Linked DNA regions of Mus musculus: regions 2 and 3 are each linked to region 1. Evidence: chromatin contacts called from public promoter capture Hi-C data. All regions are on one chromosome and are shown on one strand. The core of a region is the stretch at or near the end of the contact, and the rest is flanking DNA. Distances in the headings are between cores, read along the strand shown. Region 1 holds the start of Cant1 (calcium activated nucleotidase 1). Region 2 holds the start of Rptor (regulatory associated protein of MTOR, complex 1). Region 3 holds the start of Endov (endonuclease V).

Region 1 (4,812 bases), core at 1,413-3,912:
TCATGGGGCTGTAACTAATTACTGTAGACAGGGCAGCTGAAACATCACATACTATTATTTCCCAGCCCTGCAGGAGTTTGGCTTGGCCTCCCTGGGCAACACCCAAAGGCTGGTTCCTTTCTCAGGGTCTTGGGGAAGACCCACTCCATGGCCTCTGCCTCAGTCCCTGCCTGTGGTTCCTTCCTCCCTGCTCAGAACCAGCAGTACTGAGAGCACCAGGAGCTCTTTGCCTGAGCCAGTCACTCCCTCTTGCTCTTCTGCCTCACACTGTGGCTTTAAGGGTCCTGAGATCACATTGCCCCTTGGGAGCCCTCCCTGTTTCCCGGTGAGATATTTCCAGCCTTAACTTCCCTGGGCAATGCAGCACGCTCACAGGCTAGGGGGTGAGGTAGACACGAGCGTCTTGAGGCTCATTACAGTTCACATCAGTCCTTTCCCAGTGTGGGCAGAGAGGCTTCAGAACCCTCCCCGGCTTGCATCTGTGGCATCACAACGCTGCTGCTTCTGCTTAGTCTGCATCCCCAGTGCCCTGGGAGGGACTTAGCAAAGGAGCTGCCCTCCAGGTCAAAGTGATACCCCAAACACAGCATGCCTGAAAACACAGGGGTTTGACAATCCCAGTCCAACCCAGACCAGAACTCAATTCCAGAATACACAGTTGCACCCTTGGACACAGCCCACACTGTCCCAGAGCTCCCCCGCCCCCGCCCTGTGCTGGCTGGGGGACAAGGCAAGACCCTCAGAACCACCCTGATGGCTCTCAGCTCACGCTCACCTGCACTTTACTGCTCACAATTGCTCACTCTCAATGCACGGGAGCTGCCTTGAGTTTCTATTTCATTGCATGTGGACTTCTCTAGGATCAGGGTTATTATTAATTTTTCCTAGACAATCTGTCTTGTGTTGATGAAAAGAAAAGCCAATATAAAGTCTTTAAAGTCAGTATACAAGGTTTTAATTCCTTCAGTGTTGGCATTTAAGACAAGCTTTCCAGAAATTCTCAACACTCACTGGCTTCTAATAGGTATTTTCATGCCTCTTGACAGAGAGGGGAAGGAGTGTGGACTGCCATCCACTGTCCTCAAAGGACAGATACTAACACGCACTGGAACACCTACCTGTATGGCCACGGCGAAGACAGCCACACTGCGAAGGATGTTCCAAGGCTCAGGTGACAGGGTCGCACGTATCTGTGGGAGCTTCATGGGCACACATGCCACAGTCAGGTGGGTGGCAACGGGACACCTGCCTCTTCCACTCTCTAGACCTCTCCTCCTGTCCCCGCTGCTCAGCAGGCAGAGGATGTCATGCATTCCTGGACACACTGGTGCATATTACGTGGTAAAGGGGACTGAGGGACAATATGGTCACAGTACATGGTCCATTCAGTTGCAAGAAGCATTTACTTTTTTATAACAGGTCAAATGGAACAAAGAAAGCAAGAAAGCACACAGAATTCTGTCTCTAGCCAAGCAAAGACGCTCTGGGCTCTATGTGACAGAGATCCCTTGTCTTATCCAGAAGGAAGTAGGCTGTGCTCACGGGTTCCAGCAAGACTGCTAGGCCGAGGTCTAGGGAGCAGCTCAAAGGAGGGCCTGTAGCCCAGTCCAGAAGGATGGTCCTCAGACAAGCCCCAGAGGGGCAGGGAGAAGGAGTTCCCAAGGCAGGGTCTGCAGTACATGCAGGACAGTCTTGGGAGCTTGTAAGATCTAGTCAGTCAGGCCCCACTGACACCGTGAGACCAGGTTCCCAGGTCTAAGCTTTGTCCAGTATATAGACCTGAGATGGAACTGGGAAATGAAGCTGGTTACTGAGGCACTCCCGAGTGACTGCAGAAAGGTGCTTGGGTTTACTGGAGGCGTATGAATGTCACAGGTGCTAGGGGCAGGAAGCTCTGTAAGGATGGACCAGGTGATGCCCGACTTCGAGGCTGGGAGAGTCTAGCCGAGATTAGGGTTGTATGTGCAGAAAGGGACTAGGGGGTGTGCAGAAGAAGCAGGGGGTGTCGGTAGTCGGGTAGTAAAAAAGGATAGTGCACTATGCTGCCTAGGGGGAAGGTCCAATCTTAGATGACAGCAAGAAGAGCCAGGACAGGAGCAAGGAAGTGGGCGGTTACAGGTGAGGATGGGGTGCGTAGGTGGGTCTGTTAGAGAGGTGATCAAGTGCCAAACTGGAGAGCCCGTGCCCAGGCCAGGCAGGGAGGGAGGGAAGGTACTGTCGCTAGGGGCATTTGAAGCATGCTAGTCAGAAGAGGAAGAAGTTTCGCACTACTTCAGCACGGCACCCTCATCAGAAAGGGGAGGTCTCCCACACAAGCCAGAGGGGGAAAGACGTCTGTCTGTCCGGCACCCGTCACAGCCTAGCTGCGGGGGGGAGTTTGAGGTGCCTGGGGCCGGGCCGGACGGATGCGGGTGGCAACAGGCCCCAGAACACAGCGAGGGAGGGCACCCGGCCGCGGGCGCACCGTCACTCACCCACTGAGGGCCTGGCTCCGGAGCCTGCGGGCTGCCGCCTACCTGCGTAGGGCCGGACAGGGCAGGCGGCCACTTCCGCCCCGCCGCGCGCTCCCGGCAGTCTCTGTTCTGCGCCTGCGCCTCACTCTGGCCGCGCGCTCCCGGCAGCCTCTGCTCTAAGTGTCTTCCTGCGCCGCACTCTCGGTTGCCTACAGCCACGTCTTCCCGGCAGCCTTTGCTCTATGTGTCTTCCTCTACTCGCCCACCCAGTCTCTGCTCTGCGCCTGCGCACTGAGCGCCGGGCTGCTGGGAATCGTAGTTTTTCGCTTGAGCTTGTAATTGAGGCGCGGAAATCCAGCAAAGGAGTTGTCTGTCGTTCCCCAGTTAAGCTTCAGGGTTCTTTGCCTGGTCCCCCCGACCTTCGTCTCAGGAAGTTTAGAAGTTAGGACTCCTCTCTGCCGCCCTAGTCCTCAGACCCTCTTCTGAGCAGTTCCAGCTGGTCATAGCCAATGCTGACCAGATTCCACAGCAGGACCAGAGGATGGTGGTGTGTTCCCGCCGCCGACTGTAGTCAATAGCCCTTACAAACGGAGGACCCCGGTTCATCTTTTCCCAGCCTGCCTTGCCCTGAGCTCTGTGCTGTGTGATACCGGCTCAGTCCTAGACAGTGGTGGCATGTAAGGACTTTAAGAGGCCCTCATCAACCATGGAGAGAGTCAGCCCTGCCTCCTGACTTCAGCCTCATCCCTGAGTCTCCCAAAAGCCTTCTGGGAAGTAACCGATGCACAGTTGGGACGAATTCAAAATATGTAACCCAACACGGTGAAAAACAACCCTTTCTTCCACCCCTTTTTGTCCTCTGGGACATACACTAACTAACGTTAGAATATATACTAAATTACATGTGAAAAATAGAAATGTGCTGGGTTCCCTCTTCTGTGCTTGGGTTGGCAGGCCATCTTTCTTGAATTCTCTGATGTTCGTGTCAGACCAAACCAAGTCCCAATCAGCCACCTTCTATTTGTTACAGCTTCTCCACTCGGAATAGCAGATTGCTCGTAGGATTTTTAAAGCACTCTAGGTATTCCTTCCAATTCCCAGCTCCTCTCCTTACACCTGCAACGGGAGGCATGGTCCCGAATACTGTGCTCATCTTTCTCAAGCCTTCCTTTGCAGACAACACATAGCTGTGCAACTCTAAATAATACATTGCTCAGTTCTGCCCAGCTTAACCTTTATGAGAGATGGCAGAGTCGGTGTTCCAGGGGCGCGCGCGCGCGCGCGCGCACACACACACACACACATACACACACACACAGAGAGAGAGAGAGAGAGAGAGAGAGAGAGAGAGAGAGAGAGAGAGAGAGAGAACACGCATCTGTGTGGGTTTATATATTCACAGGTGCACTTGCGTTCCCCTAGAGGCCAGAGGACAACCTCGGTTTCTGGATGGCCTGGAACTGGCTGAGTAGGCTAGCCTGGCTGGCCACTGAGCCCCAGTGAGTCCCAGGAAGCTCTAGTACCCCTTGCACCAGGATTGCAACACCACACCCATCATTTTCGTAACATGATTTCTGGGCAGTGGATTCACCTCTGTGCTTGCAAGTCTATCACTTTGCCAGCTGAGTTTTCTTCTCAGCCCTGTCATATCTTTTAGACGGTGTGCAATTCTTTTGTAGCTATGGTAATATCTCTTTAAGAAGAAATCCATCCCTTCCGTATTGCTATTGTGCAATACTAACCTTATCCGAATGATGTTTCCATAGGCACACAGGTCTGTTTAGGAGATGTTGGGTTGCATTGATACTTTTGTTACCAGCTTCAACACTTCTTTCTCATCATCTCGTTGCAAGCTTCAGAAGTTGAATGACACAGTCCTGCAACTACCCAGCAACTGACCTTTAGGGACCTTGAATAGAATTACTCCTGTAGAGTCAGGAGACCAATGAGGTTTTTTACCATATACAGTCTTCTACCCAAGACCATAGGGAAGCTATTTAATTCCACCCTAAAACATTCTTTTGGAATACCTAAAATCTCACATTTCAACAATACTTCAGGGAATATCCTTGTGTTATTAAAGCACAACTATAAAATGTACCTAGGATAAATTCCTAGAAGAAAACCTACTGGCCCAAAGTACGTGTTCATGCAGGAGTGAGTACATGTCCTCCAGAGCAGCAGTCTGCAGTGGCTCCATGGCTAAGAAAAGCCAGAAGATCTGCATTCTTCTTTGCATTATGGGAGACGCTGTCATAGCTGCCACAGGATCGGAAAAGTACCTGAACTTCCTCACCCTCCATGGAGTAGCCTACACTCTAGTAACAAAATGCAGGCAGCGAGAGAATAGCACATCATA
Region 2 (4,812 bases), core at 713-3,212, 1.2 Mb after region 1:
TTCTATAGATTCTAGAAATTCTAAAGCCCCTGCTGGTAGTGGTGGGGAGGGGCTGGTGGTAATGGGGACACTCGATTTTGGTGCACTGCTCTGAGACTAGGAGGATAATGGGCTCTGTGTGATACTGTAACCTCAGGAATTCTTGGGGGGTGATAACTAAACAGCAGGAAACACTTCCCACATGCTTGTGAGAGGGATCTGAGATTGCAGCCTGGACTCTCAGATGCTAGCAGGGTTGTGTTAGGGACTGTCACATTGTGTCCAACCCTGGATCTACTCTGAGGAACACATCTGCAGATTAACCCAGGCTTTAGTGGTAAGGCCTACAGTTAGTAGACTACATTGGAGTTGTGGGACCTGTTAGCATTCTGTCTAAATTCCACCCCACACTTACCTGGCAACAATCAGGTAGGCCTGACCCACTATAAAAGGGGCTGTTTATCCCTTTCATCCCTCTCTTACTCTTGCTTTTGATCTCTTGCTTCTCTCCTGCTCTTGCTCTCTCCTACCCCTCTCCCTTCCCTTCCCTCTCTCTCCATGTGCTCAAGGCCATGGCTCACCTCTACTTCTCTACTCTATCCTTCTCTCTCCCTTTCTCTGCCTCTACTACCCTCTTAACTCCCCTCCCCATGCCCTGAATAAACTCTACTCTATACATGTGGCTGGTCTCTCAGGGGGAAGGAATGCCTCAGCATGGGTCTACGGAGGAACCCCCTTTCCCCATTCCTCCCCCTCCCCCCATAGAACATATTTTTTCTGTCTTTATCTTTTTATAAACATACCAGGATCAGTCAGAGCTCACTCTCAGTGGTGGCTTGCAATGCCTTCACATCTTGTTTGTTTGTTTTTCAAGGCAGGATTTCTCTCTGTAGCTCTGGTTGTTCTGGAACTACTAGCTCTGTAGACCAGGCTGACCTCCAACTAACAGAGATCCTCCTGCCTCTGCCTCCAGAGTGCTGGGATTAAATACCAGGCCCAGCTTTCAACCCTTCTCTTAAAGTGGATTTTTTTTTTTTTTTAAAGAAAGGGTCTTATTTTGTAGCTTAGGCTGGCCTGGGCATCTTTACAAGCTAAATTTTTATCCTTTTAGTAATATTCTTTAATATTATCCAAACTTTATGGTTCAGGAACCTAAGACTGAGAAAATGCAGCTTGAAATTAGTAACATTGACTAACAGAGGCTCCCCTAACACCAAAGCTGAAGGTGGGCTCAGTTGTTGACTGAACTCTAGCTAAAGGTTAAGAGTGTTTCACTAACCGGGGCGGTGGTGGCCAGCCTGGTCTACAAAGTGAGTTCCAGGACAGTCAGGGCTATACAGAGAAACCCTGACTTGAAAAACCAAAAAAAAAAAAAAAAAAAAAAAAAACAAAAAAAAACCAAAAAACAAAAAAACAAAAAACCAAAAACCAAAAAAAACCAAAAAGTGTCTCACTCGCACCCTGGTTACGAAAGGCTGGCACCTCGTTACATTTACTTTATATTTCCATTGCACCAAAGCAGTTCTCAGAGTGTGTCAATATCTGAGATTTACTGAACTGAACCAGAGAAGTCAACAGCAGGGAGGCTTGCTTCTGTGGGCAGCTTTAGACGTTTGCACATGAAACTGTAGCAAAATAAGAATATACTGTTCAGGAAATAAAGTATATCAGACAAAAAATTCGTAATCGATGAAATCGGTCTCTTTTAAAAGTGGAAATATCAAAAGAAAGTCCCGATAGTCTTATGTGTCTAATATCAATGGTCTTTTCTGAGGCTTTTTAAAAATACCACCTTTTAAAATCATGACGAAACCAAGTGGTTTCTTTCTTTAATATCAAGGCACGAAGCTTTGTTTGTAGTAGCAAAAAGCTTTTAAAAATAACTGAACGGACATAGTTTCAATCGCAAATGGTCTATTTTACTAGTGGAGATCAACTAAGGAGAAAAGACGTGGTAACCTCGGTAACGGCGTGGGGGAAGGGAGGACGGAACACCGAGCTCTACGCCCTAGCAGGGGTAGAGCGGTGAGAACGCTCGAAGAGGTTTGGCTTATTGGACGCGCCGTAGATAGCGGTGCATGCTGGGCCTTGGCAATATGGCGTCCTCCTTGATGTGCTGATGAGAGGAGTTTTCACTGTGGCTCCAGAGCAGAGGGCAAAACTCCCCTGACCTAATAAGCCCAGTGTCCCTGTGCTGTCCGCGGGCCCGTGTCGCGTGTGTATCGGGACTCGTTCCTGGGTAGGAGAGAGCCACGAAGCAGAAGGCCAGCACGGGCCTGGCCGCGCGGCCCGGTGGCTGAGGAGCCCGGCTGCGGACGGGCACGATGGGCCGGTCCTGGCTCAGGTTGCAGCCCCTCAGGCGAGTGCGGGACCCGCAGGGCTGAGAGCCGCTGGGCGAGCCCCGAAGCCCCCCGATCCCGATCCCTTGAGGCCTCAGCCGGGCCAGCACAGTCGGAGAAGCCGCCCTGCGAGCGGGCCGGCCTGCCCGCCGGGAGCCACTGAGGCGTTGGAGGCCGAGAGCCGGGTCATCGCCGGGCCTGAAGTCTCTCCCGCCTCCGCCAGTCCCGCTTGCCGCCCTCCTGACGGCCTGCAGAGCTGCGGGGGCCGGCGACCGGGCGCGCGTGTCGCCGCTCGTCCGGGTCCTGCGGGCTTGGGTACCCACGGGCTCGCCACCCACCCCGCCCCCTCCAACTTCGCGCTCAGAGTTCGAGATAAAGATCTCCGAGGTTTAGCCTCAATAAGGATCTTCGAACGCTCTGCCGCCGTCTCTATTCCCAGCTTCCCGTTTTCCCGTATTTTATTTTACCAGTTCTGGTCCACACTAGTTTTTAAGGCTGGAGGTTCTCGAGCGCCTGCTGCCAAGGACTCCCCCTCCCCCTCCTCCCCTGATGGAGTCGGAGATGCTGCAGTCGCCTCTTATGGGACTCGGGGAGGAAGATGAGGCGGACCTTACAGATTGGAACTTGCCTTTGGCTTTTATGAAGAAAAGACATTGTGAGAAAATCGAAGGCTCCAAATCTTTAGCGCAGAGCTGGAGAATGAAGGATCGGGTGAGTGGCTTCTCATGGCACCTTTTTGAGTTCGTAGTTTTCCAACTAAGAAAGTTCTGAGCAAGGACAGCCTTTTTAGAAGGATGCGGGTATTTCGAAGACACATGTTGCACTAAAATCCAAAAAGCTATTCCAGACTCGGGTTTTGGCTAGTCTCTTCTCACCGAGTAGCGTTAAAAACGAGTTTTAATTCAGAGGGGGGAAAAACACCAAATTAGGAACTATAGTTTCACAGATACTTATATGCCCTTTACTACACTTAGTAGCACTTAGAGAAAAGACAACTTGGGAAATAATAGTTAACGTGCTTAGTCTATTTTTGTAGTCTGCTTTTTTTCAAATAACCAGGTTGCCTGAAGTTCAGATGTCTGATAAAGTGTGTTGGAAAACAAGATGACTTGAAATGTTTAGCCAATAACAAATTCAGGCAAAGTTATTTTAAGGTTGCAGCAGGTTTCATCCCAGTCCTTTGAACATCTTGTCTGTGAGGCTGACTCCCTGTGTATGTGACTTGTGGTCACTGTAACCTGGAGATAAAATTTCCTCAGTGGAAATTAGGGAGCATGGGGTATGATGGATTGGAACCTGGGTTCAGTTTTTTGGCCGTTCTTCTGATCGTGGAGTGTCATGAGATGTTGGTAGCAAAGAAAACAGCCAGCTGTAGTGCTGTTAGTTCCTGGTCTAACAAAAGGGGAGTACTGTGTCTTGTCTGTGCACACCCATATTGTGTGTATGTGTGTTTACTGTCTCTTGTCTGTGTATACCCATAGTGTGTGTATGTGTGTTTAGTTGTTTTCTCCTCCTGGGCTTCTTTCATTTGTGTGAACTTTTCAGTATAAAAGAGGAAATTGGTGTTATAATGTGTCATTTGTTTATACTTGGTATGTTTTTACTTGAGATGATTGTTTTAAAAAGGTGTATGTTGATGAACCCTCAACATAGTTCTAGCAATGACCAGTGTTTCAGTTGTTGATTTGGCTAAATTTTATCAAAAAATTGATAAATTTTTTTGTTTTTTGATTTTTTTTTTTTTTTTTTGAGACAGGATATCTCTGTGTAACATCTCTGCCTGTCCCGAAACTCTGTAGACCAGGCTGGCCTTGAACTCAAGAGATCTGCCTGCCTCATCCTGCTGAGTGCTAAGATTAAAGTTGTGAAAATTTTTTTTGAGACAAGGTTTTATGTAGTGCAGTCCAGCTTGGTGTATAGTCAAAAGCATTTTATGCTGGGCAAGGTAAATCACTCTTGTAATCCCAACACTCTGGATCTTGAAGCAGGAGGATCACAGGTCAAGGTCAGCCCTACTACAACGTGCAAACCCTGTCTTAAACAAGGATAAAAGCAATCTAAGTTAAACTGATGGCTGAGAGAGACTGCATAAAGTCTGTTTTATGGACATGTCTAGTACTAATGAAATAAAAATAAATTTGATTGCAGTGTTTATCTAAAAATAAATTTGTTTTAGAGCAACTCTACTCCCCCCCCCCCCCATTCGATTTGGTGGAGTTCTTATTTTAAACGTTTTTTTCTCTCCTGTTCTTTTGAATGTGGTTTCTTTTGCTACCTAAACCTGTACTCAAACTGTTCAAATCACATTAATGGATATCTTTTGAACTTTTAGTTTAATACTTTTCTAGAGTCAGGGTTTTATGTAGTGCAGGCCAGCTTGGCGTGTAGTCAGAATGACCCTGAACTCATGCATCCACTTCCCAGGTGCTAGGATTATAGGTGTGCACCATGGAATTTACTCTTTTTTTTTTTAAGATTTTATTTTTTTTTTATA
Region 3 (4,812 bases), core at 857-3,356, 1.1 Mb after region 1:
ATTGCTACCTCAACCTTAGCTGATGCTGTAAACACTCACCTGCACTCTCACTGCACTCACCACACTCCTGCACACTCACCACACTCACCTGCACACTTACTGCATTTGTACACTCACCATGCTCACCACACTCACCCACACACTCCCGCGTCGGGACATTTATACCGTTGTTCCCTCTGCCCGCCACATTCCCACTCTTTCTTCTTTGTCCTGTGCATGGATGATGATGAATTCTAATCATTTCCATCCCCATTGCCTCACTCATCCCCTTCCTCCCTACTGAAACCACTCATCCCAACAAGGGTCCTCCTACTTCCTTGTGTCTTGTGTGTGTGGCAACAGTGGCCACACCACTGAAGAAAGTGACAATCTACCCCACAGTAAGCATTAAGTGCCAAAGTCCTTTAGGGAGCTGTGGGACAACTTTCAGGTCTCCCAAGCCTCACACAGGCCATTCCCACCTCCAGTTCAAAGTCCTCTTCCCATGTTTGTTTATGATTTTTCCCTCACAACAGCACAGTACAGTTCTACATACTCTCCCATTTTCTTGTTCTGGACTCAATGCCAGCATTTCCCAGAACTCAGAAGGAAGAGATCCCTAAGGAACTACTGGTCTAAGAAATAAAATATGAACCATCCGTTTCTAATACCAGAGAAGGTACCTTAGATACACTTAAGTTTACCAGATCATAAAAAAGCAAGAGGTCGCAAACCCCAGTCCTTCCTGCTGGTACCTGCTGGCCTTGGCTCTTTTGTCTTAAGGTAAAGACAAACAAAAGGCTACAATCTAGAGCTGGAGAGCTGGTTCAGCAATTGCCAAATATGTGCTGCTGTTTCAGAGGGCCCAAATTCAATGCCTAGCACCCATGTCAAGAGGACCACAGGCTCCTGTAACTTGAGCTCCAGGGGAATCTAACTCTTCTGGTCTCCGTGGGCACCTGCATTCGTTACCAGACTTACAAGAATGAAAATAAATCTCTAAGAAAAAAAAAAAACACTACAGTCTGCTGAGCTCATGTCATTGAGAGGGAGATACACATTAGGTAAGGCTCTGGGTACTAAACGGACAGGATGGGTATTTGGGGTAAGAGACCTATACTAGAAACAGAAAGACTGGTCCTCATTAAGTACTCACCCAGCAGGAAATGAATGAGGCAGACTAATGCAATCAAGAATATAAAAACTACAGTTCTGCACCAAATCGTTGAGCATAGCCAACTTTGCGTTTTGTTTTGGGTTGACACCCTGTAGTGCCTAATCTTGTTTGTGGACTTGGCTATATCTGGAATGAACTAAAACCTAAGAGTCCAGATACCTGCCCTCTATCTAGGACACACCTTCTGGTGGCAGCCTGTATAAAAAGACATGAAAGAAGGAAGCTTTTGTTTTTTGCCTGCTTATGGCAAGCTCTAAATCCCCTTTATGTATTTTCTATCGGTTCTCTTCCTCTAGAAGAACCCTAACTAACACACACACACACCCTGGTCTGGAGGATCCTTTGTTTTTGTTTTTTCGAAATGGGATTTCTCCGTGTAGTCCTGGTTGTCTTAGAACTCAATTACTGTAAACCAGGCTGGCCTCGTATTCAGGGATCCTCTTTACTCAAATGCTGGAATTAATGGAGTGCGCCCACGCCCAGGACCCTCGACTTCACTGGTTTTTGAGTTCTTATTCCGGACTAATTTCTCACAATCGGTACAACTGAAAAAATCTATGCTGCAAAGGTGTCTCAAGTTTGCACAGAGGTTTTCTGCTCCGCAAGCGCGTGCTCATACGCAATGTGTCGATGTGCGGACCCGAACCTGGCAGTAATTGGAACCGCGTTACCCCAGGGCTCAGGGCTCCGTGTGTGCGAGGGATGCAACTGCTGGCCAATCTTTTCAGAGCGGGGCCGAAGCTGCTGGAGGGCTGGAGGCGCCAGGTAAGGCGCAGAGCTGGGCTTGCATTTCCCAAACCTGTGCGCCAACCCACCTACGGGACGGGACGCCGGCATCTGAGAGAGTCGCGCGGGAAGAAGTCAGCGCTCGGCGCCCAGCACTGCTGTGACAGCGGCCCCTGGTGGCGGCAACCTCAGCTGAAGCGGAGGGACGCTAAACGAGCGAGGCTAACAGCTCGGCGCCGGCGCTCCGGAAGTGACGTCCTCAAAGCCTCGAGGCGCTAGCCATGGCTCACACGGCCGCTGAGCGGCCGCCAGAGGAAACCCTGTCGCTGTGGAAAGGGTAATGGGGTCGGGGTCGTGCATTAGCCAAGGGGGTGGCCTTCTCCAGTGACCTCCGACCTCACAGCCCCTGTGGCGGCTGGGAAACTGACCCTCGGTGCTGCGGCACAGGCCTGCTCCGGGCCGCCGGCTGCCGGAAGTTGCAGCCAGCCTTTGTGGGCGTGGTCCTCGTTTCCGGTACCGGGGATTCCCATCGCCGAGAGCTTTTCCTTCTCAGTGTGGCTTGATGGACAAAAAGGAGAGAGGGTGGGCTGGGAGGGGGGACGCCCCGAGCGTCGCGCTCTTCCCATGGGCCCTGAGCCCGTTTGATGTTCGTGTCCTATTAGGGAACAAGCCCGGCTGAAAGCGCGCGTGGTGGATCGGGACACGGAGGCCTGGCAGCGGGACCCCAGCTTCTCGGGCCTGCAGAAGGTCGGGGGCGTGGATGTGTCCTTCGTGAAAGGGGACAGTGTCCGGGCCTGCGCTTCCCTGGTAGTGCTGAGCTACCCCGAGCTCAAGGTAACCCGGGTGGGATGTTGCGCCCGGTGCAGTTCGATCGTAGGCAGAGAGCCAGGGTCCAGTTTTATAAAATTTACTTTTTTTTTTTAATACTTGCACCCCGTAGTGTATATATATATATTTGATGCTAGGAAGCCGACTCAGGCCCTCGAATGTGTTAGGCAAGGGACTGATACACTTCCACCCCGTTTGTAGAGTGTAATGAATAGATTGGAATGCCTTTGAAGAAAAGTTTTCAAAAGCAAAAAGCAGAGGAAATATGGGCACCAGGATGCTTGTGATGTACATAAACTCCCACGGGTCTACATATATGTACACAAATGGTGAATTAAAAGTAGTTTTTAAAGGATCGACAGACAATTCCAGGTCTGGTTGTTGTGTTTCTGATCAGATGGAAGGGACTCGGAAGCCCAGGGACCTTAAAATTCTGAGGGGAAAGGTGTCCCAATGGAAAGGCATCGTGAGACACAAGGACCCGGGAACCACACAGCTCTGAGAGGAAGCCTCAGCCCCGCTCTCTCCACTTCTCTTCTCTTCTCTTCTCTTCCTTGCTTCTTTTCTGACAGGAGAGTTACACCAAGCAGGAAATTTTATGAAAGAGATTTATTGGAGGGAAGACTCCAGGAGGAGGAGGAGGGACTAATCTAGGAATGGCTGCCCTCTGCTCTCGGGGGGGGGGGGGGGGGGGGGGGGGCAGACAGCAGGAAACTGGACAAAGGGGCAGTGCTTTTATAGGATTTCTGAGGGGACAGAGCTTCTCAGGGCAGAGATTTCCAGAATGAGGATTTGTGGGATCTCAAGTCCTGAGCTTGGGGTGGGCTCAGGGATCATTGGATTTTTCACCTCCTTTCCCTGTATTAGGGCCATGACTTAGAGTAGGAAGTCCTTCCTGGTGGCAGCCAGCTTTTGCTGAGGTGCCATCTCTGAGGCTGCTGGGGAGGCTGGAGAGAGGTGCTGCCTCTGTGAACAACTCCGGTAGTGGTGCTTCATCAAGGCTGTAGGCTGGGGCATTGAAAGAAGGTCTCACCACTGTGGACAGCTCCTCAGGACAGAAGTAGGCTGAGGCAGGAAAGGTGCTGCCACCATGGACAGCTCCTGTGATGGCCTTGGGCTGAGGAGATGTCATAGTGCCTCTATTTTGATAGGCGCTGCCATTTTGGACATTTTACTGCTGCCGCTGTAGCCTGGGTCGGGAAGGAAGGGCCTTCCGCAGCCTTGATGGCTTTTGTGGCGCACTTCTCAGGAACTGCAGTTGTCATCCTGGTTGCTCACCTCAGTGGCACACAGTACACACCACACTTTTCACAAGCAGAACATCTCTGCCTCCCCAAACCTCCTGCTTTCCATCTTGTCTCACAGTAGCGCCATGTTTAAAGTTATTTTTAATTTTTTGAGCTAAAGTAAAAAAAAATATATTTTTCAGCCAGATGTGGTTGCACACACCTTTAATTCCAGCAATCGGCAGGCAGAGGCAGGTCCACAAAGTGATTTCCAGGACAGACAGGGCGACACAGAGAAACCCTGTCTTGAAAAACAAAAAGTAATTTTTTTCACATGTGTTTATTATTATACTTCATTCATATTCTCCCCTGCACAGTATTCCCCAGTCTTCCTCCCAGTTCCATGTCTTCTACCTCTTCAGGACTTCCTCTCTGTCCTTTGCACGTGTGCCACAGTCACCCCTTCTGTAGGCTACTTACCTGTTTCTTCACAGCCTCCGCCCTCCCACCCCTGCCTCAAGTATTGTTCTTTGTTTCTCTCCATGGATAAGAGGGCAGTGTTTGTACAAAACAGGTGTGATCCAATCACAGGCCCTTTAAAACTTCCTGCTTGGCATGGCAGCACACACCCCTGTAATCGTGGCATTTGAGAGCTACAGCAGGAGGAGCAAAGCTCAATCCCAGCCTGGGCTACATGAGATGCTGTCTTAAAACAACAGCAAAAACCCTCGATGCCCTTGCTGTGATCTTTAACCCTCGAGGCCCTTGCCGTGATCTTTAACCCTCGAGGCCCTTGCCGTGATCTTTAACCCTCGAGGCCCTTGCCGTGATCTTTGGTCAGTAGAGTCCATGCTTGTTCCTGTGACTTAGAGGCCT

What was found. Promoter capture Hi-C pulls out the DNA fragments that hold promoters and counts their contacts.
Region 2: a promoter capture Hi-C map of pre-B cells shows a contact between it and region 1, with 4 times the contacts expected there. The contact joins the promoter of Rptor here to the promoter of Cant1 in region 1. A contact is called at or near these places in 2 of 39 promoter capture datasets (liver and pre-B cells) and 1 of 484 Hi-C or Micro-C datasets (embryonic stem cells).
Region 3: a promoter capture Hi-C map of liver shows a contact between it and region 1, with 3 times the contacts expected there. The contact joins the promoter of Endov here to the promoter of Cant1 in region 1. A contact is called at or near these places in 3 of 39 promoter capture datasets (liver, pre-B cells and stem cell-derived epiblast-like cells) and 1 of 484 Hi-C or Micro-C datasets (embryonic stem cells).

What each region holds. Positions count from the first base shown.
Region 1 is chr11:118,416,456-118,421,267 of GRCm38.p6, forward strand. Cant1 (calcium activated nucleotidase 1) reads right to left here and starts at 2,663. Exons shown (of 5, transcript NM_001025617.2): 1 at 2,475-2,663; 2 at 1,119-1,199.
Region 2 is chr11:119,600,943-119,605,754 of GRCm38.p6, forward strand. It overlaps Rptor (regulatory associated protein of MTOR, complex 1), which reads left to right and starts at 1,963. Exons shown (of 34, transcript NM_028898.3): 1 at 1,963-3,029. The coding sequence starts at 2,868.
Region 3 is chr11:119,489,241-119,494,052 of GRCm38.p6, forward strand. It overlaps Endov (endonuclease V), which reads left to right and starts at 2,107. Exons shown (of 9, transcript NM_001164636.1): 1 at 2,107-2,219; 2 at 2,545-2,716. The coding sequence starts at 2,164. It overlaps A930037H05Rik (RIKEN cDNA A930037H05 gene), which reads right to left and starts at 1,995. Exons shown (of 4, transcript NR_153849.1): 1 at 1,803-1,995.